Linked DNA regions of Mus musculus: regions 2, 3, 4, 5 and 6 are each linked to region 1. Evidence: chromatin contacts called from public HiChIP or PLAC-seq and promoter capture Hi-C data. All regions are on one chromosome and are shown on one strand. The core of a region is the stretch at or near the end of the contact, and the rest is flanking DNA. Distances in the headings are between cores, read along the strand shown.

Evidence for each region. Promoter capture Hi-C pulls out the DNA fragments that hold promoters and counts their contacts. HiChIP or PLAC-seq counts read pairs in DNA pulled down with a chosen protein or histone mark.
Region 2: a contact with region 1 is called in a promoter capture Hi-C map of stem cell-derived epiblast-like cells, with 3 times the contacts expected there. The contact joins the promoter of Cdyl2 here to the promoter of Hsd17b2 in region 1. A contact is called at or near these places in 4 of 39 promoter capture datasets (the 3T3-L1 cell line, embryonic stem cells, neutrophils and 1 more).
Region 3: a contact with region 1 is called in an H3K4me3 HiChIP or PLAC-seq map of bone marrow-derived macrophages, with 5 times the contacts expected there. The contact joins the promoter of Atmin here to the promoter of Hsd17b2 in region 1. A contact is called at or near these places in 1 of 39 promoter capture datasets (neutrophils) and 2 of 115 datasets of contacts at active chromatin or transcription factors (bone marrow-derived macrophages and hepatocytes).
Region 4: a contact with region 1 is called in a promoter capture Hi-C map of stem cell-derived epiblast-like cells, with 2.9 times the contacts expected there. The contact joins the promoter of Gcsh here to the promoter of Hsd17b2 in region 1. A contact is called at or near these places in 8 of 39 promoter capture datasets (the 3T3-L1 cell line, cranial neural crest, embryonic stem cells and 4 more).
Region 5: a promoter capture Hi-C map of stem cell-derived epiblast-like cells shows a contact between it and region 1, with 4 times the contacts expected there. The contact joins the promoter of Bco1 here to the promoter of Hsd17b2 in region 1. A contact is called at or near these places in 6 of 39 promoter capture datasets (cranial neural crest, embryonic stem cells, liver and 3 more).
Region 6: a contact with region 1 is called in a promoter capture Hi-C map of neutrophils, with 4 times the contacts expected there. The contact joins the promoter of Gan here to the promoter of Hsd17b2 in region 1. A contact is called at or near these places in 6 of 39 promoter capture datasets (embryonic stem cells, hippocampal neurons, liver and 2 more).

What each region holds. Positions count from the first base shown.
Region 1 is chr8:117,699,525-117,703,706 of GRCm38.p6, reverse strand. It overlaps Hsd17b2 (hydroxysteroid (17-beta) dehydrogenase 2), which reads right to left and starts at 1,761. Exons shown (of 5, transcript NM_008290.2): 1 at 1,444-1,761. The coding sequence starts at 1,711.
Region 2 is chr8:116,731,309-116,735,490 of GRCm38.p6, reverse strand. It overlaps Cdyl2 (chromodomain protein, Y chromosome-like 2), which reads left to right and starts at 2,500. Exons shown (of 7, transcript NM_029441.3): 1 at 2,500-2,693. The coding sequence starts at 2,670.
Region 3 is chr8:116,941,066-116,945,247 of GRCm38.p6, reverse strand. It overlaps Atmin (ATM interactor), which reads right to left and starts at 1,855. Exons shown (of 4, transcript NM_177700.4): 1 at 1,498-1,855. The coding sequence starts at 1,821. It overlaps Cenpn (centromere protein N), which reads right to left. Exons shown (of 12, transcript NM_028131.3): 12 at 3,745-4,182. It also overlaps a transcript of Cmc2 not described here.
Region 4 is chr8:116,991,225-116,995,406 of GRCm38.p6, reverse strand. Gcsh (glycine cleavage system protein H (aminomethyl carrier)) reads left to right here and starts at 1,909. Exons shown (of 5, transcript NM_026572.4): 1 at 1,909-2,119. The coding sequence starts at 1,981.
Region 5 is chr8:117,094,043-117,098,224 of GRCm38.p6, reverse strand. Bco1 (beta-carotene oxygenase 1) reads right to left here and starts at 2,360. Exons shown (of 11, transcript NM_021486.3): 1 at 2,131-2,360; 2 at 537-665. The coding sequence starts at 2,194.
Region 6 is chr8:117,156,054-117,160,235 of GRCm38.p6, reverse strand. It overlaps Gan (giant axonal neuropathy), which reads right to left and starts at 2,255. Exons shown (of 11, transcript NM_001081151.2): 1 at 1,935-2,255. The coding sequence starts at 2,101.

The sequences.
Region 1 (4,182 bases), core at 512-3,011:
GCAGGATGCCATACCTCATTTATTTCCAGAGTTTCTGAGGCTGGGGATAGCTTCAGGGAGGGAGGGACTTGTGTAAGCATGAGAGCCCACGTTCAGATCCCTGGCACCCACGGAAAAAGCTGGGCACTGTGGGAAATGCTGGCAGCTCCTCACTGAAGAGCCAAAACCAAGAGGATCGCTGGGGCTTGCTTGTAAGCCAGGCTAGCCACTCAAGGAGCTCCAGAGTGGGGGAGAAATACCACCAAAAGGATAAAATGGGGAGTGGCTGAGGCACACACCCAGGATTGACCTCTGATCCTCAGAGAGAGAAAGATAAAGACAGACACAGACAGACAGAGACAAACAGAGACAGACAGAGACAGACGTGTACTTAATGGTTCTGTCTTCTTTCGTACAACTGGGAAATACAATAACTACTCGACTTCACTGTTGTATCTTAAACTCAGAGAAGCTGATGTCCTGCCCTTCCACACCCCAGCCAGAACCAAACCGTGCTCACAAGAAGAATCTTTGTTACTGGATTTAAAGTAAAAAAAAAAAAAAAAAAATTGATTCATCAGTCCACGAGTCCCCTGCTGACCACAGCCAGGGGCCCCAGCCACAGGTGATGACTTCCTTATGCAGGGGTGACACCCTCCTCACAAGGTGACTCTGCCGATGGCCTTTCCTCTTCTTTCCAGGCCTTTCTGGGTTAGGATCACTTGAGGGAATTCTAGTTGCAGCTTTCACCAAACAAACCCGTTTTACAACTCCAAGGAATCTAATTTGGCCGCCTCGCGCTTACTGCAGAAGAGCCTGCAGAAGAAGTGAGAGGCTGGCAGCTCAGCTAATGAGCAGCTAGCTCCGTGTGCACGCACTGCCAGTTTGATCTAATTAAGAAGCACTAATACACTAATGACATATAGAGAAAAGGTTCAAACAGGACAACAGGGTGGTTCGTGGTTCGGGACAGCAGCCTGGCAAATTGCAAAGGCTCAAAGTACAGTGGCGTCCCTAGACACACAGTATTGTGCCAAAGCTGACTGGCCACCTTCCTTCCATACATAGAGGGGTGACCAGGCCTAGGACCTAGATAAATAGTCACCTCAGAACAGAATAGCAACCAAGCCTGAAGAAGTCTGTCAGGTATTTCCTGGTACAAGAACACACGTGAAATGATGCTGTTTTACTTATTTATATTTATTCCTAGGAAATTAACACACTCATTGTATAGATCTGTGGCCCTGAGCAATTGTCACGTTTTGTCTTACCACTGGCTCCTTCCAAAGCCCATCCAAACCAAAGGACACGCAAAAAGGCAGTGAGAACCACTCGGGTATGTGCTGCCTGTCATTCACTCTAAGCACTTCCCACTCAAGCCAAAACTGACAGTGTCCCCCCACTGAGGACAGAGAGTATCAGACTCTTCTCCGCAGGACAATCACAGGAATGCTGGCCACTTACCTGTCACCAGCACGGCCTTTTGATCCACAGGTAACAAGTCTTGGTCAGATGAACTCATATACAGAAGAAGGAAGCAGGCCACGGATAAGAGGAACAAGGTGCAGAGGAGGGACAGACTGAGCAGGCAGGCACCTCCCCAGAGGCCAGCGAGACACACCGCCTGGCTCCGCAGCTGCCTGCCACTCCGGCATCCGCAGAGAAGCGTGCCCCCCAGCACTGCAGCGGCAGCCAAGCAGAGCCATGCTGACTCAGAGGCAAACGGGCTCATTCTCCACTGGCCTTCACTTGCTCTGGGCCAGTGAATACTGTGAGTGCAGAAGCTGGCTGGAGGCAGCCCAGGCTTATATGAAGGGAGAGGCAAGCGGGAGGGGGGAACGACAGCCCCCGCACCCTTTGAACAAGCATGTTAAAGGTAGTGATAGGGGAGACTACTCCCAGGATGTAATTTAAACTGTGCACTGTGATATAAATACCTGCTCATTCCCCTAAGGCACTCAACACTTACACATGAGCACACGTACACACACAAACACACACACACACACACACACGTACACACACACATACACACACACACAAATATACACACACCTACACAGACATATAGACATACACACATGCACATACACACAAATAGGCACATACACACAAATAGACACACACACATCGTAACACACAGACATAATACACACACGGACATACACACACATACAGACATACACACACTTACACATACACACATACACGCACGCGCACACGCACCCTCCCACCTGACAGATGTTTACTCAGATAATGATTGACAGACTTGGAATCACAAGAAGACAATCTCCTTTGGATGTGCCCTCTCTGTGTTGGTTGAGTTCTTTTGCTAACTCCGAGTGTATCTGTATGTGTGGCTGTGAGTGTGTGTGTGTGTGTGTGTGTGTGTGTGTGTGTGTTATCCAGGTAATCAGTGAAGCTTGGAAAGTGGATTCTAAGAAGAGAGCATCCCCGATCTGGCCTGTATCTGGAGGACTACTGCCAACTGAGACAGGTTAAGGGCTCAATGAGCCAAAAAAAGGCTCACCTTAGAGGCAGATGGAAGGTGCCTGTGTCTTCCCAGAGGGCAGTTGTGCCAGAGAGAGACCATAGCAATGACAATCAGACTGAGAGAAGCTGTCAGAACCAGTGCTCTGCTCAATTCTGACTCAGTCTACCCTGTTGGAGGCTCTGTTCTTGGTAGTAGGACTCGGTCTCCGAATAGGATGTCCTTACAACATTTCTATTCGTGTGGCAATAACGAGAGAGGCAATCAATAGGAGACTAGAGAGATTAGGAGCCGGAACGCAGCAGGGTGTCAATCCCCGGCATTGCCCTTTGAACCACCCACTGTCTGCTTTCGGTCAAACACAGAAAAGCAACCCCTCCTGTGCTAGTTCCTCCTTTTGCCCAGCTTGCATCTTACACAATCCTTTGTTAGAGTCAGCTTGTAAACTAGAAAATTCAGGCTGGGAGAGGCTGTACTTTATCCAAGAGCAAGGAATCTGAATCCACACACCTGTGACTCACCAGCTCAAGAGCCCTTCTGTAAAAACTGGAGAGATAGTTCAGTCTCTATATATAGGTATCTGGGTATTATATACCATGAGCGCGAACACACACTTACACATGAGCACACGTACACACAAACACACACACACACACACACACACGTACACACACACACACACACACACACACACACACACTCGGACCACCAGTTCCTATACTGACACCCAAGGGGAGCTCCCACGGGATTTGATGGGTGTGGTGCTTACTGGTGTCTGCCTAGGACAAAGCAGGATTCTAATAAAGGCTAGAAACTGAGAAAACTGGAGAGAGAGGAGCTCTCACTTTGTGTTCAGATGGCTCATTTTAAACCCAGTTCAGTTCCCACAGTTGTTAAGGATGAGGTAATCTTGGCTGGGGGATGCTGTCTCTTTACCTGTCAATACACTCTGCCCCACCTGGAACCCTAGATGGGGCCTCAGTGTGGGAAGCCGCAAACGCCATTACAAAATGATGCTGGTTTCAATAAGCCGACACCCATGAATATGGGTAAACAACCAATGTGCGCATGTGCCATAGAGTTTTTGCTGAGTCACTGCCTGGCACGAGGCATGTAAATGAGGTACTGAAAGCATAACCAATCAGGTGTAGACACGCCTCTCCTAGGCCTATATAAGCAGTGCCAGTTCTGGGGCTCGAGGTCTTTTGCCTACACAGTCAATGCCCTCCCAATAAACGTGTTGCAGGAGGATCCAGTTGTGGCGTCTTACTTGCTGGCGAGTCAGGCGTCCCACACCTCAGAAAGGCTACAGGGTTGCATGTTTAAATGAACGAGGACGCTGAGCAGGAGGTCTGGTAGAACACAGGGCCCCTCAGACTACAGTCTTATTCTAGAGAGCAAAGGTGCACAGAGGGACAGAGGTGGTGGGAGGAGTCTGGCACTCAAGACATAGAGGGAAGCAGGGTTTGCTCAGGACCTAACCCAGTGGTGGCACAGTCTGTCGGAAGACCAGTGGGGCCTTGGGTGGGGAGTCAGGGAAATCAGCCTCCAGCTCAGATATAAGTCTAGGGCAGTGCAGCTATCAAGGGAGGATGAGGTAGGACAGCCCCAGGCCCAGGCTAGTTCAAGAACCAAGGGAAACAGGCTAAGAAGCCGGAATCTGTGAGCTACACTGTGGGGTGGGAGCATCGTGAGAGTCGACAGAGCATGTA
Region 2 (4,182 bases), core at 1,251-3,750, 970 kb after region 1:
ACCAGGTCCTGTTGGTCTGGAGCAAATGCTTGCTGGAAGTAGGTGGAGCAAGCAGCCTTAGAGAGAGTTAGCGACTTCTTCCCTGGGGGCATCTGGCTGGTCCAGTTTTACATCTTCATTTGGCCTCTCCTTTCGAGGGCCACTGCAACTGGTCTCCTTTTCTCTCAGTTCAAACAACTTGTTAGAGCTCTCATGGTTCTTGTAGGCTTCCCTCTTGTTTCCAGATGCTCTGATTCTTTTTGGTTCCTTTTGGCTCCCGGCCCCGTTAGGTGGCAAACTTCTTGACTAGGTGTTCAAGACCCTCCACGAGCTAACCTAACTGGCACTCACCATCCAAGATCACTTTGGGATCTTCTATTTCTCCTTCCACAGAACTGCCTGCTCCCTACCTTCCTTCCATCCTCAAATTCCTTCCCTGTGACTTACCAAGCTTCTTGTTCGATCTCAATAAAACATCCCGAGCGTGCTGTTCCTCAGCAAATACCCACGTCCCTAAGTCTCGCAAACCAGTCTAAAGTAGGGATTTTCATATCTTGTTCCCATTCCCAGGGAAAATTTGATCAGAACAACCAAGTTTAGAATATGCCCCTCCTCCTAGCCCCAAGTACTGATCATGTTTTTAAATTGGACTTAGCATACTATGTCAAACCCAGTTCCTTTCCTTCCCTCCCCGTCCGAATCCCATTCTCAGATGATGGGAGCATAACTGCTCGAACCGAGGCTTGTGCAGGTTTGTTTTGCCACCTATGGACTGAGAGGTACTTATTATTAGTCGTATCATTTAGAAGAGTGGTCATGGAGGAAAATACCAGTTACAAAGAGAGAATGAGCCCTAGGGCTGTGCCAATTCCTACCGTTTGTAAACCTGACATTTCTGTTTCTTTTCATGCCGCCACCATTTTCTCCTCACTCTCTTAATGCTGGATTCTCGCTTGAAGCTGGAGACACAATTTGTCGTTTTGACATAGTCCAACAAGAATCACTCACTCGGTTCTGGATCAGTCTCCACCAGCCACTGTGGTAAAAGTTTGTGGCAGTCAGATAAGTCCTTGTCGTGCCCCTCTGCAGCAGGAGAGGCCAGGGGTTAGATTAAGATACAACTTAGCTTTACTGAGTTCCCTGGGGGATGGACAGGCCACATCACCACGGGTACCTGGATCCTCCACGGTGCTGCTTGTATATGGCCACCCATTTGGAAAGGAGAGCAGGTGATCTGCCCACCGTGCTGCAAACAGCAAACGACCAAAGGAGGATATGGTTCATATTCATTACATATTTGAATGTAAAAAAATTGAAAAAAAAATGACGAGGTGGACAGACATTTGGAGCCTGAGTCCCTTGTGTCCTTCTCCAATGTCAGAACACTCACCCCGGGATTCTGAGAGAGTTGTACTATTTTAAAAAGAGAAGCCTTTAGGTACAAAGGTGACCATACATACAGGATGCTTTTAGGAGGAGATAACTTTTTAGAAAGAGGTAACTCTACCTCTGTAGCCCAGCAGTAGAGGGAACTCCTGTTGAGACATTGAAGGAACCCTTCCTCTCTTCCCTAATGCGCATCTCCTCTTCCCTCTGGGATTCAAAGTCCAGTGTGGGCAGGGTCTCACTGGTGGCTGCAGACACTTGTAGTTGGGTGGACTTTGGGAAATGTTTGTTGATTAACTGATTGGATAGTGAGGCAAGAGAGCTTCCAGGGGAGGCCATGTCTGGCTCTAAAACACTTCGCAGGGTTTAGTGGTGACTGCCACTGTCCTGGCTCTCCTTGGAGCCTGTGGACCAGCCACTTCCTCTCTCCTCTCCTTGAAAACTCATCCTGGAAGCAAGGGGGCCCCTCAGCTCCGAGGGGCCAGTTTTCCTAAGAACGTGCCCAGTCCCCTCCCCGGGAAGGAGAAGAGTGGGGTACTCTGGAGCTAGAAGCAGGACTGAAGAGGGGCTCCCTTGCCTGAGACCTGCAGGTTGATACCTGCCTCTTGGCCGCCCCTTCGCAGCCCGGGCAGGTCATTCCGGGTGGGCACCTGGCCGGGTACTCTGGGGGCCTCGCGGCTGCGCGCGCGGCCGGGCTCGGGAGCGGTACCCGGGCTCGGCCCTCGGTGGCCGCCGCCCCCTCCGCCCCGGGGGCCGGGCCGGGCTCCCGGGAGGCGGGGACTCGCCCAGTGGCAGCAGCGTCCGGGCGGGCGGCGGGCGCGGGGCGGCTTCCTGCAGGCGGCGCCGGGGCGAGCCGAGCGCTACAGTCACCGGCCTCGGGACACGGGGGCCCGGGCGCTCAGGGGGCCGCGTCCGAGGCTCAGGGCGCGCTGCGCAGCCGTCGGTCGCCCCTGCCCGCGCTCGCGTGTCGCCGCGATTGCCGCGGCCGCCGCCGGTTACGCCAGCCCCGCCGCCGCCCGCTCCGATTCTGCGCACAGGCGGCCCCCAAGCCTGTCATTCTGCAAAAACACAGTTTACTCAACACGCCGCACACACTCGCGCGCACACACTCTCACACACACTCACACACAGACACGCGCGCGCGCGCGCACGCAAACACACACACATACACCACACACTTATACACACGCACGCACACACGCGCTCACGCGCGCGCGCAACCCGGGCCCCCCGCGCGCACACGCACGGGAGCGCGCGAGCGAGCAAGACGCGCACACCCGGCGAGCCAAGTTCCGCAGCCTGGCATGGCTTCTGGGGACCTTTACGAGGTACGGAGAAGCCGGGGCGCGGGCGGCGCCGGGGAACCGGGCCTGGCCGAGCTGGTGTGAGCGTAGTCCTGAGCCCGCGGGTGGTGGCGCCGGGGATTGGAGGGCGGCTGGGGGACTCGAGGGTGGCGGCGGACCCGAGGGTGGCGGCGGGGACCGGAGGGTGGCGGGGGCCGGGCGCGCCTCCCGCCGCCGCCTCCCGCGGCGCCCGCTCCCTCTTTCTCTTTCTCTCGCGCACACACTCTCTTACTCCATCTACTTTGCGGCCTTGGAGAGGGGAAGGAGGAAGCCGGGCGGAGCCGGGGCGGAGGGAGGGAAGGTAGCGGTCCCGGGGAGGTGCTTGCTCAGCCCCGACGAGCCGCCCCGAGTGTGGAAAAAAAAAGTACAGGTTAAAAAAAAAATTAAGGAAAAAGAAAAAAAAAGTCGCCGGGCGTGCGAGGGAATGCGGGGGGGCCCGCGCTGCGGACGGCCCAATTTAGGGGTCTTGAGCCCCCGGGGGTGCGCGGGTGTGGGTTGGGTGGGTGATCAAAGCGGAGCCAGGTTCCTAGGAAGGGGAATGAAAAGGACAAGAGTGTTGGGGCACGGGGGAGGGGGTGCCCTGGGGACACCACTCTTGCAGTTCCACAGGGGCCACTGAGTGCCTGCCCCCTCCCCCCACCTGCTGCCTAGTGTCCCCCTTCTCTGGACTCTGAAGCTCTCCTGGCAAGGGCTTGGGGGTTGGTCGCCTCTGCTGGTGTCATGCTTCCTAGGGTGAAAGAGGGGCTGCAGAGGGACCCTCCAGGTGGAAGGGAAGCTGGCCTGAAACTTGTATGTGGGTGGTCAGACTTGTCAGAGGACATGGGTGTGAATCCAGTTCCCAGAACTCCACTGGCACACTAAGGGGGTCATACTTGTCTCTAAGGTCACACAGGTAGTAGTGGGCACTGGATATTTTGAAATCGGTTCAAAATGTTGAAAGAAGGCGTCCATCTGTCATCTTTTGGACAAGAAATACCCACGGTCCCTGGGGAGAGAGGGCTTAGCTGGCCTCGGGACCACAACAGTTCTTGAGTGGGATTTGGACTCCTGGACAAATAAGAAGCCACCACTGATCCCAGGGGGAGTATGCCCTTCAAGAGGTGTTTGTTCTCACGAAAAGGGTCTGAATAAAGAAGCCAAAGGGCCTGGCCACCTTCTCCCAGGAGGCCTGCAGATACTGCAAGAAACCAGTGTCACACGGGTCAGGTTGAGTTTCCCACCCCTTTCCTCCAGTATGAACCAGCCACTACGGTTGGCTGTCATTCCGAAGGTTGTCTAAATTTCCATGCAGTCGTGGAACAGGTCGAGTTAGCATTTTGGGTTAAGAGACTGCAGTCGTAGTTCATCAACTGTAAGCTTTGTTCCCGGGGTCTTCCTGGAAGCCCAGGCTTCTCAGGAAGAAGGTTTACTGACTGGTGTGAGTGGAGAGTGGAGGACAGGCAGGTAGGCATCTCAGCTTCCTATGTATCCAGAG
Region 3 (4,182 bases), core at 606-3,105, 760 kb after region 1:
AGAACCAAGTTGTAGGGGTACAGTGCTCCCCCAATAGCAGGTCCAGATTAAAGAACAAACACTTCGCTAAGAAATGCTGGCTAGAATCACTGTGGCCAACACCAAGGATGCCCTTGGTCAGAGCAGCAGCTTTGTTTTGTGATCAGAAATCACCCGGGGCTGGAGCTGAAGCTGGAGCCCAGAAGAGTGCTTGCCTAGAAAACCTGGGTTTGGTCCCAAGCACTGAATAAAAATGGGCATGATGATGCATGCCGGCAGCCTCAGCATTTAGGAGACTTCAGGAGCATTTAGGGCAGGAGGATCAAGAGTTCAAGGTTATCCTCAGCTACATGGTGAGTTTGAGGATAGTTTGGGCTATACAAGGACATGAACTATCCTATCAGCAAGGGGGACAACACTGAAGGCTGGTGACCGTTGTTGAATGCAAGTTGTAAGGAGCTGAGGGATTAGGCCATGGAATTATTACAGGCACACTCACTCTCCACCCCCCTAAATCATGGTGAGAGAAAGAGAGAATTTAACATTTAGGATGAAAGAGGAAGCTTCAGGTTGGAGCCTGTAGTGAGTTGTGTTCTGGAACGAGGCTCAAACCTTTACACAGAACTTCCTCAGCTTGCCCCTGCTGACATTTCCTGACTGACCTTTCCCTGACATCACTGTTGCCTTTTGTTGGCCTTACTACACTTATTGGCCTTACTACAGAGTAAAACCTAAAAGTTACAGTTGGGGAGTTCTCAGGGGTGGGGGTGGGGGATGCCCACGGTGAATTCACCTGCAGGTCAGAGAGATCCTGCAACCCTCCAAGTAATGACTCAAATCTGACCAGGGGAAAGGCGCACAAAACTGCTTTCAGTGACTTGCGTTTTCCAGTTGGAGCACTGGGGGCACTGAGATCTGACGGTGAAAGGAAGCTTTCTACTGTAAAAGCTGAGCAGCTGTGACTTAACAGGTCTGGCATGGGGGCCCTAACATCTGATTTCCTCCCCCAAGCTTCCAGAGTATACCATGGGTTTGAAAGCCACCGTCCCCATTTATGTAACACGGAGAGGTCTTGGTCAGACATCCGTCATACCAGCTACCGGTGAACCTCCTCCTTACAGATCCACGGGAGAAACCTCCCTCCCCTCTCCTTCCTGCGCAGAGTTGATCTCAGCAGCCTCGTGAAACTTGCAGCTCAAGTGCCCAGAGTCCAACCCAACCCGCAGCCGCTTTTGAGTGACCAGGTAGGACCCACCGGCAGTTTCGTGGGAGGGGCGGAAAGCCTGCGGGGTTGCATCTGGGTGCCTTGGCGACATCACCTGTCGCTCATCCTTGGAACCTGAGTAAACAGGCAGGCTCCCCGAGGTGTTGTGGGCACGCCACCGAGAAGCTGCTTGCCCGGTGCGTTGTGCGCGCTCCCCCGCGCTCTCGCCGTGCTCGGTCGGTCGGGCGCAGGTGGCAGGGCACGGCGCAAACCCCGCACACCCCGCGCCCGCGTCCCCGCCGCGGCCCGCTCACCTGCAGTCGGTGGCTCTTGACGAGGTGCATGTTGAGCGCAGGGCTGTTGGGCAGGATCTTGCCGCAGCCGCGCACGGTGCACAGAATATTGGTGCGCACAGCCCGGGACAGCTCGCTCACAGTCGGCTGGATCAGCTCCCGGGCCGGTGGCACCGGGGCCGCGGCCCGAGCCCTGGCCGGTCTCGGCCGGCTGCCTTGCAGTCGCGACTCGGGCGGCCTCCACGGGCTAGAGGCGGCGGCGGCTCCCCGCGTGCTCGCCGGCGTGGCCGGGACACCCGGGGCCGGACCCGCAGAATCGGCCGCCGCCGCCTCCGTGGCCGCCATGGCTCCCGCACGGCCGCCAGGCCCCTCTCGCAGTGCCCGCCCCCGCCGCAGCCACTTCCGGCAGGGGGCGGGGCCTCCGGGCTCATTAGCATCCGGCCGGTCGGTGGCCGCAGCGCCGCCCGCCGGCCGCGGCGAGCGCGTGTTGGAGGTTGAAGTCCCATGTGCTGGGAGAACAGGTGAATTGGATAGGTTCCATGAACCCACACTTTCTACTTCCTAGGGACCTGAGCTCAGGCAACAGCTGGATAGAAGAGAAAGAGATGCTTTCAGGTTTAACCTTTTTTTTTTGACCGTTGATTTATTGTTATTAGGAATAAATTTTATATTGTAGACTATTTGATTAGCATGCTTAAGGCCCTGGATTTGATCGGTAGCACACTAAAAACAAAACAAAACAAACTTATCTTATTCTTTGAGGCCCCGCCTGGCCTCAGAATCCCCATATAATCAAGGAGTCCTTGAACTCCTTATTCTCTTACCACTACCTCCATACTCCTGGGGTTTTACTAAGCCTAGTGGTAGCGTTAAAGATTGAACCCAGTGCCTTAGACGTGTACTCTGCCAGCTGAGCTACAGCCCAGCCCCCACAGACTAATTCTCTCTTATCTCTGAAGAGGGAAGAGTCTGAGGTGGATCTAGTCGGCTGAAAGCAAGGTGTCAGCTGGGCTTGTTCTTCCAAGGATCTTGCCTTTTTCAGCGTCTAGAGGTCACCTGCATTTCTTTGCCAATGGGCCTTCCTTTACACCAAAATCAGGAATGGGAAGTTGAGTCTGTCACATTTCATAACCGACATCTATCGTCATCATGCCACCTACTACATTGGACCTGGGTATCACAGGGCCAATGGGCTCAACTGCAGAGTCCCTTTGCCTTGGGGACATACTCAGACTCCAGGAATTCTGAAGCAGGCATTTTTGAGAATTGTTCAGCATGACGCTAGGCTTTCTTGTTCAGATTCCAGGTCCAGATTCCTGCCAACTGTACCAGGGAGAGTTACGAAGTAGAATAAATACCCCAGCAAGTGCAAGGGCTTCGGCAGTTCCCATTCAGCCACTCATGAACCTTGTGGGCAGAATGACTTCTTTGTATGTGACTGACTGGTCGGGAGAGTGGTCAAAGGGAGCTAGTGGGGCTAGGGGGATGGCTCTGTGGTTAAGAGCACTTAATGTTCTTACACAAGACAGGTTTGATTCCAAGCACCCAAATGGTGGTTTACAACCATCCATAACTCCAGTTCCCAGGCACGAATGTGGTATACATACACAGATGCAAACAAAGCACTCATACAAATAAAATCAAACCATCCCCCCTCCCCCTTAAAAAGGTATGTATGGAGGAAATGTCTTTAAGCCTTAGTTAGGGTTTCTATTGTGATAAAACACCGTGACCAAAAAGCAAGTTGGGGGAGGAAAGGGTTTATTTGGCTTAGACTTCCAGATTGTAGCCCATCACTGGAGGAAGTCAGGACAGGAACTCAAACAGGGTAGGGATCCGGAGACAGGAACTGATGCAGAGGCCATGGAGGGGCGCTGCTTACTGGCTTGCTCAGCCTGCTTTCTTATAGAACCCAGGATCACCAGCCCAGGGATGGGACCATCTCTCTCATCAATCACTAATTAAGAAAATACCCTTCAGCCTGAAAATACCCTTGCCTGCAGCCTGATATTAGGAAGGCATTTCCTGAAACTGAGATTCCCTCCTCTCAGACAACTCTAGCTTGTATCAAGTTGACGTGAGAACTTGTCAGCACAAAGCCCAAATACTCAGATCACTGAGGGACGAGGGAAGCGCCTGACATGTCTGACCAAGCTAAAACTTAAAATGGTTCCATATCGGATGACCCACAGCCTGTACACATTACTGTATAAGTATTACTTAGTCCTTTCACGACTATTTGTATATTCATCCAAAGGAACTGATAATGCGTTTGTCAGTATCTTTATTCACAGATCAGTGATGCTCAGTTTCAGTGTGCCATGGATAAAAGATCACGAGAAGCATATGTATATTAGGAATATGTATAATAGAGAAGTTGTTTTACACAAAGAGGCCGTTAGATATGCAGCCTTGCGTAGTAGCCTCCAGCTTCCCTCTGACTCTCCTAGTTTGGGGTTGGGTAGCTTCTTGGTTCTTCTGTGATCAAGGGTGTGTAACAGAGATCCCACAGGGACGGACTTCTGAGGAGAAGCAGCAGCGGGAGGAAGGACAGGAGGTGCCTACAGAGTCAACCCATGCTCCACTTCTGTGCGTGCCAGGGTTGAGGCCAACCTGCAGCCTCCTGCGTGTGCGTGCACATATTTATCACTTGTCAAATGCCCACAGCTGCTGCACTTAATAGACGGGAAGAGAGAGGGCATGCAC
Region 4 (4,182 bases), core at 660-3,159, 710 kb after region 1:
CTCAAGACTTCTAAATGCTAATAGGTATCCTGCTAACTTGCTGGGACCAAGAATGACAAACTGATAGGTTTAAAGAACAGAAGAGCATTAGTGGTTGGTGGCACACACCTTTAATCCCAGCACTCAGGAGGCAGAGGCATCGGATTGTTTCGGTAAATATTAATTGGGGGTTTCTACCCCACCATAGATCCGCTAGTTCCCAAATAAAAGACATAAAACCTTTATATTTATAATAAGCCTTAAAGCACTAGAACTGGGCAGATATCAACCCTCTATGTTTTTTTTTTGTTTGTTTGTTTTTGGTTTTTGGTTTTTCGAGACAGGGTTTCTCTGTATAGTCCTGGCTGTCCTGGAACTCACTTTGTAGACCAGGCTGGCCTTGAACTCAGAAATTCACCTGCCTCTGCCTCCCAAGTGCTGGGATTAAAGGTGTGCGCCACCACGCCCCGGCTGTCTCTCTGTCTCTCTTTTTTTAATATATATAAATGTTTAATCTATCTATCTATCCATCCATCCATCATCTATCTATCTATCTATCTATCTATCTATCTATCTATCTATCTTTGGTTTTCGGAGACAGAGTTCCTCTGGTTGTCTGGTATAGCCCTGGCTGTTCTGGAACTCACTATAGACCAGGCTGACATTGAATTCAGAGATCTGTCCCTGAGTGCTAGGATTAAAGCTGCATGCAGCTACCAGGCTGGAATCTCTTCTTGAGGGTTGGGTTGCTTTGTTTGTTTGCTGGCTCTGTAGAGTCTTCCCTATAGGGCTGGTCAGTTTAAAGAAAAGACAGGATCACTGGCTGGCCTACAAGTGTAAGCCGGTCCTGATGTGGCCTTGAACTACTTGAGCCAGTCCCTGAGCAGGAGGCTGGCTGGGCTGGCAGGAGAAGAAACAGCCCATTTTAAAAGGTACCACCCGTTTTTAAGGTACCGGGCTTTTGTCTCAGCTCAGGGGGGTGTAGATGAAGCTGGCCATCATGGAAGCTCACCACCTTTGTCATCTACCAGAGTTTTTATCTAACTGCTACTTCCTTGCCACCAGCAGCCCTAGTTTGGCTTGAATGTCTGGTACAGCTTCTAGTATATATTGTTCCGCCCTTCCCCTCATCCACTGTACAGACTCTGGGTTCCCTGCCCCCAGTACATCCTACGCTTTTCTCTTGGCTAAGGGACACTGAGCCTTTTCAGGGAGCCTTCTCTCCCTCTCCAAGGACATCTGCAGCCACCTCAGGGTAAATCCTGTTTTGTCTTGGTGGTGCCAACCCATTTCCCTTGACAGTGAACATAAGGAATGGAGGTCCCTGACTTGATAACTCCGAGGATGGACAACTCCTTACTCGGAAATCCGCCTGCCTCTGCCTCCCGAGTGCTGGGATTAAAGGCGTGCGCCACCACGCCCGGCTCCCTTTTCTCTTTCTGTCCTTTTTCTTTCCTCCCTCCCTCCCTCTTTCTTTCTTTGAAACAGGGTTTGATGCCTAGAACGGTCTTAAATGAATCCCATGGGGGTGACCTTGTGCAGTTAGGCGTAACTGTGTGCTTTAAGGGCCTGGCGGCACCTCATCTTCCGTAGGACTTTTTGGCTTAGTGGCATGAGACTGCGTTAGCCCAGCAAAACCATCCTTGCTGGAATCTTTCTCTGGCCCCTGCAGCGATGCAGTTCAGGGCAACTCCTAGATTGCGGACTTGGAGCTTCTATTCGCAAGATTCTACTCTCCGCCCTCCAGTGAGGCCCCGCCTCCTCCCTGCCCAGCCAATCTGCGCCTCTCACACAGCCCCATCCGGGCCTCAGCGCCTCCACATGCACACGCCCCTCGCGCGGGTTGTCCTATCCGAAGTGGAACCTTCAAGATGTCCAATCAGAGCGCGCCTCTCCCGGGCTCCGCCCCCGGGCCTGGGTGCTCCGCTTACTCTGGACCCACCCCGTCCCCACCGGCCCGGTGGCGGAGGCGAAGCGCAGTTACCCTCCGGACCTCTGACCATGTCGCTGCAAGTGTCGAGGAGCTTGCGGGTTGTGGCCTACAGCCTGCGCACCGCCCTGACCTTCTGCTCGCCGCGGCCCTGTGTACCGAGCGCCGCCGCCGTCCGCTCACTGCGCACCGGATCTGCTTTGCTGTCGGGTAAGTGCAGGGCACGTGGTCACCGCTCCTGCCCGCCCTACTCCCAAGCCTCCTGGCCGGACCGACCTATAGCCCTACCCACGCTTCTCGCTCTTGGGATCCTGGTTCTGCGGCCTTTCTCCCTAAGTAGGCGGGAGAGTACAGGAGCAAACTTTGAACCCGGGGTAGAAAGGTGGAGCTGGGAGGGAAGGACGGCTGGACCCGCAGGTAAACCGGCCACTCGTGCCGGGCTGAGCTTGCTTTTAGGTGCACCGAGATCCTAAATGTGGGGAGCACTTAGGTTTGCTGTGGAACCTAACAGCAGTTTGTTTACGAGGAACTGCGAAGTGAAGTTAAGCAGAAACACATACTAAAATTTAGCAGAATGCATATACAGATGAATGAAAAGTCAGAGTAACAGAAATAAGCTTTTTACTCTCTCCCCCGCCCCCCGCAAAATCAAGCGTAGTGAGGAAGCTTTAGCTGTGAACTACAGACAGCAGGAAAAGTTCTAACGTCTGAGTCATTGATGTGTACTGGGGTTCAAACGAGCCTGGTTTGACGGACTGGAAATAGCTGGGAGACCTGCCCATTGTACGCGTTTGCACAGTTAGCTGGGAAACAGTTTTATGTGCAAGTAGTGGAGACCTTACTCAGGCAGCACAAATCGGAACGGCTGCTCTCAGCGAGTGCCGTGGGTCAGAAATCTGTGGAACTCAAAATGTTGATCACGTTATTCCTCGGTGTGGAGTGCCACGTTTCTTCCTTTCTTGCTAAAATTTCTCCAGTTTTTCACACACCAGACCGTTATTGACTGGAGTACAAGGGTAAAGAAATGCTCAAATAAGCAGTCCGTTTCAAACCAGGCATGGTGGGTGGCTTCCACCGGTAACCGTGTCAGCACTGCTGAGGTGGAGGATCGCTGTGAGGCCGAGGGCAGCTGGAGCTACATACTGAGTTCCAGGTATTTGGTTAAATATTGCCTAATGTGTCAATTCCCACGGTCTGCTTAACTACTCAGGTTCTTTTCATTTTTACCCTCTTTGAACTGGCAGAATTGTGCACACTTATTATGCAGGGTGCAGAGCCTTGTGCTTGTTGAAACACAGACATTATTCAATTCTGGTTTTTCCTCTTAGAGCTGTGTGGTCTCGGGCACAGTCTCTCAACTTCTCAGAACCCCAGTGCCCTGCATTAGAACAGTGGAGGCGAGGCAATAGCTACCTCAGAGTTACTGGGAAGTCGTCCTGTCACCTGCAGCTTGACATATTAGCAGTGAATAGTTTTATTAACTATTAGTGTGTAGTGCCAGATAGCACCACTGACCCATATTAAGCAAGCTATTGTGTTTGAGAATGCAGTATCTTCAGTTTCAGCTCAGATTTTCTGAGGCCCCAAACCATGGTGGGGTTTTGTTTCTGTTTTCTCAAGGCTGGGTTTCTCTGTGTAATCTTCCCTATTCTAGAACTCTCTCTCTCTGTAGATCAGGCTGGCCTAGAACTCACAGAAGTCTACCTGCCTCTTCCTCTCTGAGTGCTGGGATTTAGGTGTGCCGCCCCCCCCCCCCCCCCCAGTCTGTTTCTGCTCTGAGGTCTGCTCTCACTGCGAAGCTGGAGAGACCCCTGTGTAGCTGAGGATGACAACTTCAGATCCTTCCACAGTGCTGCGACTGGACTGCCGAGCACCACCAAACCCAGCTGTGCAATGGTAGAGACTGAACTCAGAGCTACCACAGTGATAGGCAAGCACCCATCCCCCAAAGCCACATCCCCAGGTCTCAAACTGTGTTTTTCGAGGATTAGGAAGAAAGTAATTATTTACCTAATCTGCTTTCTTCAGTGAGGTCAAGGGTTAACGGAGAATTGTAATCTGTGCCTAAGCCTAGGTAGCATTCCTGGGCTAAAAGGACAATATGGACTTTAAGGGCAAGTGGACCTGGGTGTGCTGAGCTCAGAATGCTGCTGGCTCAAACTGAAGCTGCAAAGTTGAGGCAGAGCAGCGACACTGTCAGCGGTGTGGCCGAGGATAGCGCAAAGGGTCAGAGATCTGTGACTGTCCGCCCCTGGTCAGATGCTGTGTTGAGG
Region 5 (4,182 bases), core at 1,111-3,610, 610 kb after region 1:
ATGTCTGAGTTCCCAGTTTGCCCCCTTTCTGGGTGTTGCTCATCCCATGGAGATTTCATCATAAGATGAAATGATGAGAAACCCTGGCCCCTTTCCAAAGAATCGTTTGCAGTGGGGCTGCATGAATCTTTCACTGGAATCCAACGGCATCTGAACCCTGCAGCACCCGTGTGACGGGAGGGACTTTGTAAGCCTTACTCAGCTAAAGCTTTGGGGGGTTGTGTGACTGGTTACAGTGGCATTATAGAGTCCTTGTAAGACTGTAAATCCTGGTTTGAGACAGGGAGGTGGCCAGGAGCCAAGGGTACAGCCACCTTCTGAAATCGTGTGAAAGCACGGCACTGTGTTCTCCCCAGAGCTTCCAGAAGAAAAGCAACCCTGCCAATACTTTGGGCATCTCCCCAGTGAGATCAGTTTCAGACTTCTGACCCTCCAGAATGGACAGAGGAAAAAAAACTCCTATTGCTTCAGGCCACGGAGTCAGTCAGCCTGGTATCGGTTACCATGACAACAGCAAACTCATGCCAGGCTCTTACCATCTCTGATGGAGAAACTGTGGAGAAGGGCCAGGCCATCAAACCAATGGTTGTACTTGCTCTCTCCCACTGTGTGCATCCCGGGCCCGTTTCGGAGCAGGGTCCCCTGCAGCCATGCTGGAATGCTGCCTGTGGAAGGATAAACTGTTTAGTTGCCAGATTCCATGGCCAGACTGAAAAGTCTCGGAAAGAAAGGGGTGGGGGTGGGGGGATGGAATGTGGGAGGGTCATAAAAAAGGAACTAAGTGCACGGAATATACTATTCATTATCTGTCCGTGTATTCCACGGTCCTATCTAGAAAAGGTATAATAGGGCAGGCAGTTTGCTAGCACTGAAGAGGACCAAGGAGGACAGACGCTGTCCCTACTCTGAAGTCGCCCGCTGTCCATTAAGAGATGGACAAATAGGCTCTCCAAATACATTTTGCCAGAAGCAGCGCTGCAGCCCTGAGCTGTGCAGAACAGAAGTGCCTTGCCTGGCTAAGAGCTGGGAAGCAGTGGCTTTCTGGAGGTGACAGGCAGAGTCTTGAGGGAGAACGTTTGCTTCACCACATGAGAGAATATTCTAGAGGCTGGGGAGATGGTTCGGTGGATAAAGTGCTTACCACACAAGCAGGAGGTCCTGAGCTGGCCTTCCAAACCCATGTGACAAAAGGTCAGCCATGAGAGATAACATGGGCTTGTTATCCCAGTGCTGGGGAGGCAGAGGCAGGAGGATTCCTGGGACTTGTTAGTCAGTCTAACTGGTAAGTTCCAGGTTGGTGAGAGGTCTTGCTTCAAGTAATGAGGTGAATGTGGACTTGAGGGTGGCACCTGAGCCTTAGCGTGTTTGAGTTTGAAGGATCACTTTCAGGAGCGCTCTCCATCAACTATCTATGAAGAGAGAGCCACGGGGAGCAAGCTGGTAAGCACCCCCCATGGCCTCTGCATCAGCCCCTGCTTCCAGGTTCCTGCCCTGAGTTCCTGTCCTGACTTCTTAGATGATGAACAGGGATGCAGAGAGTGGAAGCCAAGCCCTTTCCTCCCCCAAGTTGCTTTGTTCAGGGTGTTTTGTCACAGCGATGGTAACCCTGACTGAGAGACATCTATCTTGTCTTACGAAAACTTAAAGAGAGAGGGTTTGGAAAGATGGTGCAGTGCCTAAGAGCACACACTGCTTCCAGTTCCTGAGGGCCTGAGTTCAGTTCCCACTACCCACTGTAATCATAAGTGCCTGAAAGAGGCTTGCAGCCAAGCCTGACAACCTGGGTTCCATCCCTGGGACCGACATGATGGCGAGAAGCAGCTCCTACAAGTTGTCCTCTGGTCTCCCCCACTTGCACCGTGGCTATCGGAGCATTCCCAACACTCCTCTGGAGACAGTGAGAAAGGATTGCTCTCCCCGTGGACACCGAGTTACCGTGTAGAAACATACCCTATTGGTTACAGAGACTGTTTCTGGATACTGGCTCATCCTGTTGCCATATATGGGTTTCCAGGCTTCCAAAAGCAACTTCTAACATGGGGCAGGGGAGGTGGAGGTGGGAGTGGGGGTGAGGGATAAAGGGAGGGGGAGGGGGTGAGGAAAATGCCCATCTAAATACAGAAGTCTCACCTGTCACTTTGGCCTGAACTGGCTCCAGCTGTTCTTTCTTATTCTGGCCAAATATTATCTCCATGGAACCGGTGAGCGGCAGCAAGGGGGTTGTTACTGGAATAGACAAAGCCGTGTGTGCTCAAAGCCTCCTGTCTTCCTGCTCTTTGCTCCTTGACATCATCCTTGGTCCCTGTACACTCCGTCTCTTCCTCTGTGTCCCTTCCCCAAGCTGACCGGTGCTTCTGCCTGCTGCCGGAAGCTGCTGGGTAATTTATACAGTGTGTGTGTGTTAGGTCAAAGGTCAGTTCCCAAGCCATGTGTTACTGCTAATCTTTAATCCCATTAGTGTTTTTCCAACTCCTCCGCTCTGATTTCACTTTTAGCTTAGCCAAGGAAGGCTCCGCTCTGAGTCGGAAGAGATGATTTGGCGCGTTCTGCTGAGTTTGCCCGAGCTAGCCCATCCTGAGAACTGGATGCATTTATGGTTAGAGCAGAGAGAACAGCATTTGGGATCAGCAAAGGCTCTTCAAGCGAGGGGACCATCAAAGACATTGACCGCACTATTGCAAGTTGTGGGCTGGTGACATCTTTGCCTTCTGCAAACAGAGAGAGAAGGCTTTGATTTTAACCTGGGGCTTGGTTCGTTCCCACTCTTAAAAAAAATCCTATCAACGGACACTTGATTGGTTTTCTTTTTGGAAGGAGGGCTCAAAGATGTGTCATGTGCCCATTTAAAAAGCAAAGATGGGGAAGACAAAGACTTGGCTTTTTCGGGAACCAAAGAACAATTAAAACACAAAACAACGTCAGGGCCTGTGCACAAGCGAGGCTTTGAATTCTGCCCAGAGCACCCGAATGAATTCCAGAGCTGGGAGGCAGAGACAGGAGGATCCCTGAGGCCTTCTGCATAGCCAGTCCATCGGGAACCCTTCAGTTCAACTCAGACTGATAAGAGGGAGGACCCAAAGACTAAAATCCACACTGCATTTTTGAGAGCATAGGGTGGGAATTGGGGGATTCTCGGTTCCTGCTGCTCGAAGTGACGCCCTCAGCCAGGAGAGCAGCAGAAGGCTTCCACACTCCACCACATATACAGGAATCAAAACACCACAGGACACCTCGTGAATATGTATGATCTCCCTGTCTTATGTAATTAAAGAAATTATAAAACTAAAGATGCTTTGGGATTGGAGACAGGGATCAGTCAGTAGAGTATTCTACTTGCCAAAGAAAGACCCTGAGATCAACTCTCAGGACTCAGGGTTAAAAAAAAGGGTGGGGGAGCCAAGCCAAGCCTGGTGCTGGTACTGCCTGCTGTCTGCTGTCTGCTGTCTGCTGTCTGCTGCCTGCTGCCTGCTGCCTGCTGCCTGCTGCCTGCTGCCTGCTGCCTGCTGCCTGCTGCATGTATACAATCCCAGTACTCAGGAGGTTGAGGCAGGCAGCTCCTTAGCTGATGGCCAACCAGCTTAGCCCCTTGGTGAGTTCAAAAATAAATAGATAAGATGGATGGTACCAGAAAAGGCAACTGCCAAAGTTGTCCTCTGGCCTATAGACAAGCTCACACACACACACACACACACACACACACACACACACACACACACACACACACACACGAGAGAGAGAGAGAGAGAGAGAGAGAGAGAGAGACAGACAGACAGACAGACAGACAGACAGAGTTTGAGGAGAGAGGGAGAGAGCCACAGGGCTTGCCTTCACATAGCCCAACTGTGGAGGTAGGAGGGTGAGAGCTGAGCAGAGAGTCGTTCAGGGTTTTAGAACGTTCTAGAACAGGCTGTGCTTCCTCCCCTGGCTGCATGTTGTCATCACCTGGTGAGAGTTTGCAAAGTGCTGTCACTGGGCTGGGCTCCAGATCCACTGACTCAGAAGCTCAGTGGAATCAGAGGCCCGTGTTTGAGGAATGTCTCTACTGTGCACAGCTGGAGCTGAGGAGCCCATAGCCAGGGAAGAGACGGTGAGTTTGAATGAAATGGGGCTGCAGTTCCTGTAGGCCTGGGCCACGTTACTCTCTCTGAGTCTCTTTTTTTCATAGCTATGAAGCAGGGTGTA
Region 6 (4,182 bases), core at 1,006-3,505, 540 kb after region 1:
TCATCTGACCCCCAAGGGGTTGCAACCCATAAAACGAGACTACTGATTTAAATGATAAAATATAGAGCCATCAAGTGTTGGTTTTATCCCAAGTACATCCAAATACAACCGATGTTGTCATCTGGAACAGTGGAATCAGGACATTATGCATAGTAAACTTGGGAGTGGACTCCTAGCTCAACCACGAAGCACCAGGAGCCTCGACATCTAAGTTGGTAACATCCTCTGAGACACCATTTTTCTACTTGGAAACTGACAAGCCATGGCCCAGAGGAAATCTATCCTAACTGCTGGACAGACTTGCATGGAGAGCTGTTGAGGGTCTGAAGCTAATTACACATTTCTTTGTAGGTGCCTCGGAGATTAAATGGCACAAAACCACACTGTGCCCCTCATTTGTCATTTTAATGAGCGGGAGTCAAGACTAAATCATCCCCAACAACCCACAGCAGGCAGGTAAGAGCTGAGACAGAAGCAGATCTCCAGACTGCCCAGGGCGGTGCTCCTCTCAACCAGTTCACATGGCAATACAACAGAGCCAAACCTCTGATGTCCACTGGGAAGCGAGGTAATCACTCATTCAACACATGTATTCTGGCACCAGGCACCAGTCCCTCTAGGAAGGTCCCAGCAAGAAACAAAAGAAAAATCCTTGGCCTACTGACTTTACATTGTGGCTCACGGAGATGAGCAAAATACAGGGTTTACTGCAGTGGTAAGTATCACAGAGAAAGATGGAGACAGTGTTTCAGGATATGCGACTTTAGAGCTGGGTGCCATTTAAGGATCTGTAACAATACTGCATCCATTGTAGTTTTCCTAAGCATTTCCCAAACTAGGATTACTCTGTTACGGGAAAGGTCTGGCCTGGAAATTCAGTTTGATTGACTGCCTTAACCTCTGAACTGCCAGCCCTGAGCTGTCATATTGGTGATCTAAATTTCTTGTTCACAGACACCTGACCCCTAAGTCCACAAAGAGCCCAATGTTGTAAGGCCAGGCTAGGCTAAAAGCCAGAAGTTTCAAGGGCACTTGGATTGCTTCTGGAGTTCGAAGGTCTCCAAAAGCAAAGATTCAAGAACAGCATATGTGTCCGAGTTCTGCTGGGACAGAGCCCTAAGAAACGGCATACACATAATTTTCCATTTTCTGATCTGTCAATTCTAGTGACATTGCTATCATTCGTCTATATTTAACCAGCTTACTGGGCACTTTCTCTACCTTTTAGTGCCCCCCCCCACCCCCCATATTAAAAGAGCAAACCAGTTTGCCTGAAGGAAAGTTGCTAAAGAAAAGACAGGAGCCCATCTCACAAATTCTGATCCGATGCTATAAGCTTGGTCTCAACCTTTTCATTAACCTAGTAAACTGGGCTAAGGTTTGCGTCGCTTAAGTTTTACAGTGCCCTCTTGGTGGTTACAATCGCTGGGTCCTCGGTGGTAACTGTAGCCAAAGAACGACCCCGGGTCTTCTCAAATTCGCAACAGTTTTGCCTGTTTGTAACAAGGGAGTGGCAAAGTGACAGTTGGGCTTTGGGGGTGGGGGCTTCCCACCGACCTCTTACAGGGTTCTCCTTCTGCCTAAGCCGCGGGTGTTTGTTTTGGCTTCCCCGCGCAAAACCTGGCCGGCCCACTGTGCGGTGACTCGGAGGTAAAACTTCTGCGGGGCTCCGCGGGCCGGGCGGGGCCTGTCGGGGCGAAGGGGCGGCTCTTCCCGGAGCAGCCCCGCCCTGCTCGCGGGTGCGGGTCCAGGACGGCCTGTACACCGTGTTTGGGGCTTTTGCGGACCTCCAGGGACTCCGGGATCGGGGCGATCTCGGTGGAGAGGCCCATGGGCGCCCGAGGGGCGCGGCGGCAGAGCCACTGGAGCCGCAGGCGGCCAGGCCAGAGAGAGAGGGAGGGATGCGGAGGCGATGGGCGGCGGCGCCCGCTCACCTGATGTACGGGCTGGCCGCCGCCAGGATGTTCTTCTGCACCGGGATCTCCTCGCCGTCGAGGACCAGATGCGCGTCGCAGAAACGCGCCTCCTCCCGGAACGAGCTGAGCGCCCGCAGCAGGCGCGCGGCGTGCTGAGGGTCGGACACAGCGCTGCCCTCGGCCATCGCGCCTCCCGCTCCTCCGCCGCCACCTGCCCGACCCGCCCGCCCGAGTCCCGCGCACGTCCCCGCCGGCCACTCCTCGCGTCCGCTCGCCCGCCCGCCCGGACTGAGTGAAGCTCTGGAGTCAGAGCTGGAAGTTCAACAACGCGCCTGCGCCATCGGCAGCGCGTGCGGACGGCGCCTTTAAGGAGCTGTGCCGTTGCGTCATCTTTCCGCGACGCCCCCGCGCCCCGCCCTACCTCGCAGCAGCCAATCAGAAGGGCTGGGCTGCGAGCGCCGGGCGCGCCCACGGGCTGTGCTTGGTGCGGGCGGAAGGGTTTAGCGGTTCCGCGGTATCCAATTCCCAGTCTCGGCGAACCGAGTGCTCTCAGTGTGGAAGGGAGTGAGACGCAGAGTGAAGCCGAGGACTTATTATTCCTTTCGCGGGAGTTACGCCTCGCTACGTTCACGTCCATTAGTTCCGGGCAGAACGCGGAGTCCGCCAGAAGCCTTCGCTGAAGACGTCGCGAGTGAAGCGAGAGAAACAAGCAGTTTTGCAAGGCTGTGGCAAGGAAGGTGTTTTCCTCTTGCAATTGGGGACCGGGAGCAATGGAAGGGTTTTAAATACCGCGGTAGGGGTAAGGTGTTCCGAAGGTTTCTAAGATCGGGGTCTTTAAAGCAGATCGATGCCAAGATTAGATAGTGGGCTGGATAAAAGGACTCTGTGGTATATGCCCTCCCTTCCGCCCCCGCACAAGAGTACAATTGGGAAGGAGAGGGGGTCCAGTTAATTGCATGATTGCCATCCCTACCTTTTAGGAAAGATAAAGTCTGAAAGACTAGGGGGTATGAAGGCCAGATGTTCGGATGGTGGGGGCTAGACTTCCCACAGAGACAGATCAAGGCTGTGGTACTAAGCACCCCTGGGTGTGCTCACTCTGCAGGGCGAGCCTCGTCTGTGTCCCTGGAAGTTGCTGAAGGTGCTTGGGAGTGGAGGAAGTAGCTACCATTTTGTGCAAACATTAGGTGCTCGAGGCTACAGAGAATTAAGTCTTATGAGGACCAAGGATCAGAACATTGGGGCAGCATTCAAAGTAAGGCAGGATGTGGTTTTCAGTGCGTCAGCACAGCCTCCCGTAGTCCAAAGGCCCCAAGGAAAGTCTTGGTTTTCACCCTGGAAGCAGCAAGGCTTTGGCGTCACTGATAGGAATCAGAGTATAAACTATACTCAAGATAGGAGACTAGGGGAGTAAAGTCAAGGAAGTTACTAGTAGAAGATCGATACATTTCCAGTTTCCATTTCAAACACAGTATCTATACCTGCAGTGATAAAAGTATCTAGACTCTAAACCAGGAGGTGGTGACGCAAGCCTTTAATCCCAGCACCGGGGAGGCAGAGGCAGGCAGGTCTCTGTGAGTTCCTGGCCCACCGAGAGAGTTCCAGAACAGCCAGGGGCTACATAGAGAAACCCTGTCTTGAAAAACCAAAGAGACAACCCCCGCATCCAAAAAAAAAAAAAAAGTAAGCTGTGTCAAAACTAAGGTCTGGGAAAGCAGAGCTGAGTAGAGCTAACAAGGAACTGTGAGTTACTAATTAGTAAGGCCTGTAGTGGGCTGTGTTGTATACAGCCTCTGTATTTGTGCCTATTGAGAAAATATAATAATAAAATAATGCAGGCCTGTTTTCACATAGTGCTTCTGGGCTCAGTCAACACTCTTTTGTTTAAGTAGTTGATGTGTTTTGAACATTGCTCTGTAAGACGCTTTTTTTATCCATATGACTAGCTCGCTTCCGTGTTTATTGTGGCCTGGCACGATTTCCAGGTGCCAAGCCCTTCTTGGTATCAGAGTACCTGGTACAAAGTGCTCCTCACTTAGGGTTGGATGGCTGGTGGGTGGTGTTTTATTTTAAGTGTGAATATTAAATAAATGTTTCCTGGGTTGTATTTTTTTGTTCTTGTGCATTTTCTCTCTGTTGTGCTGTTGTTGAAAGTGGATGATGTGAGTGTGTGGGGGTGGGGGTGGGGTTGGTCTCTAGAGTGCTTGCTGTGCAACCATGAGGACCAGAGCTCTACATCCGGCACCCATGGAAAGCCAGGCTCTGC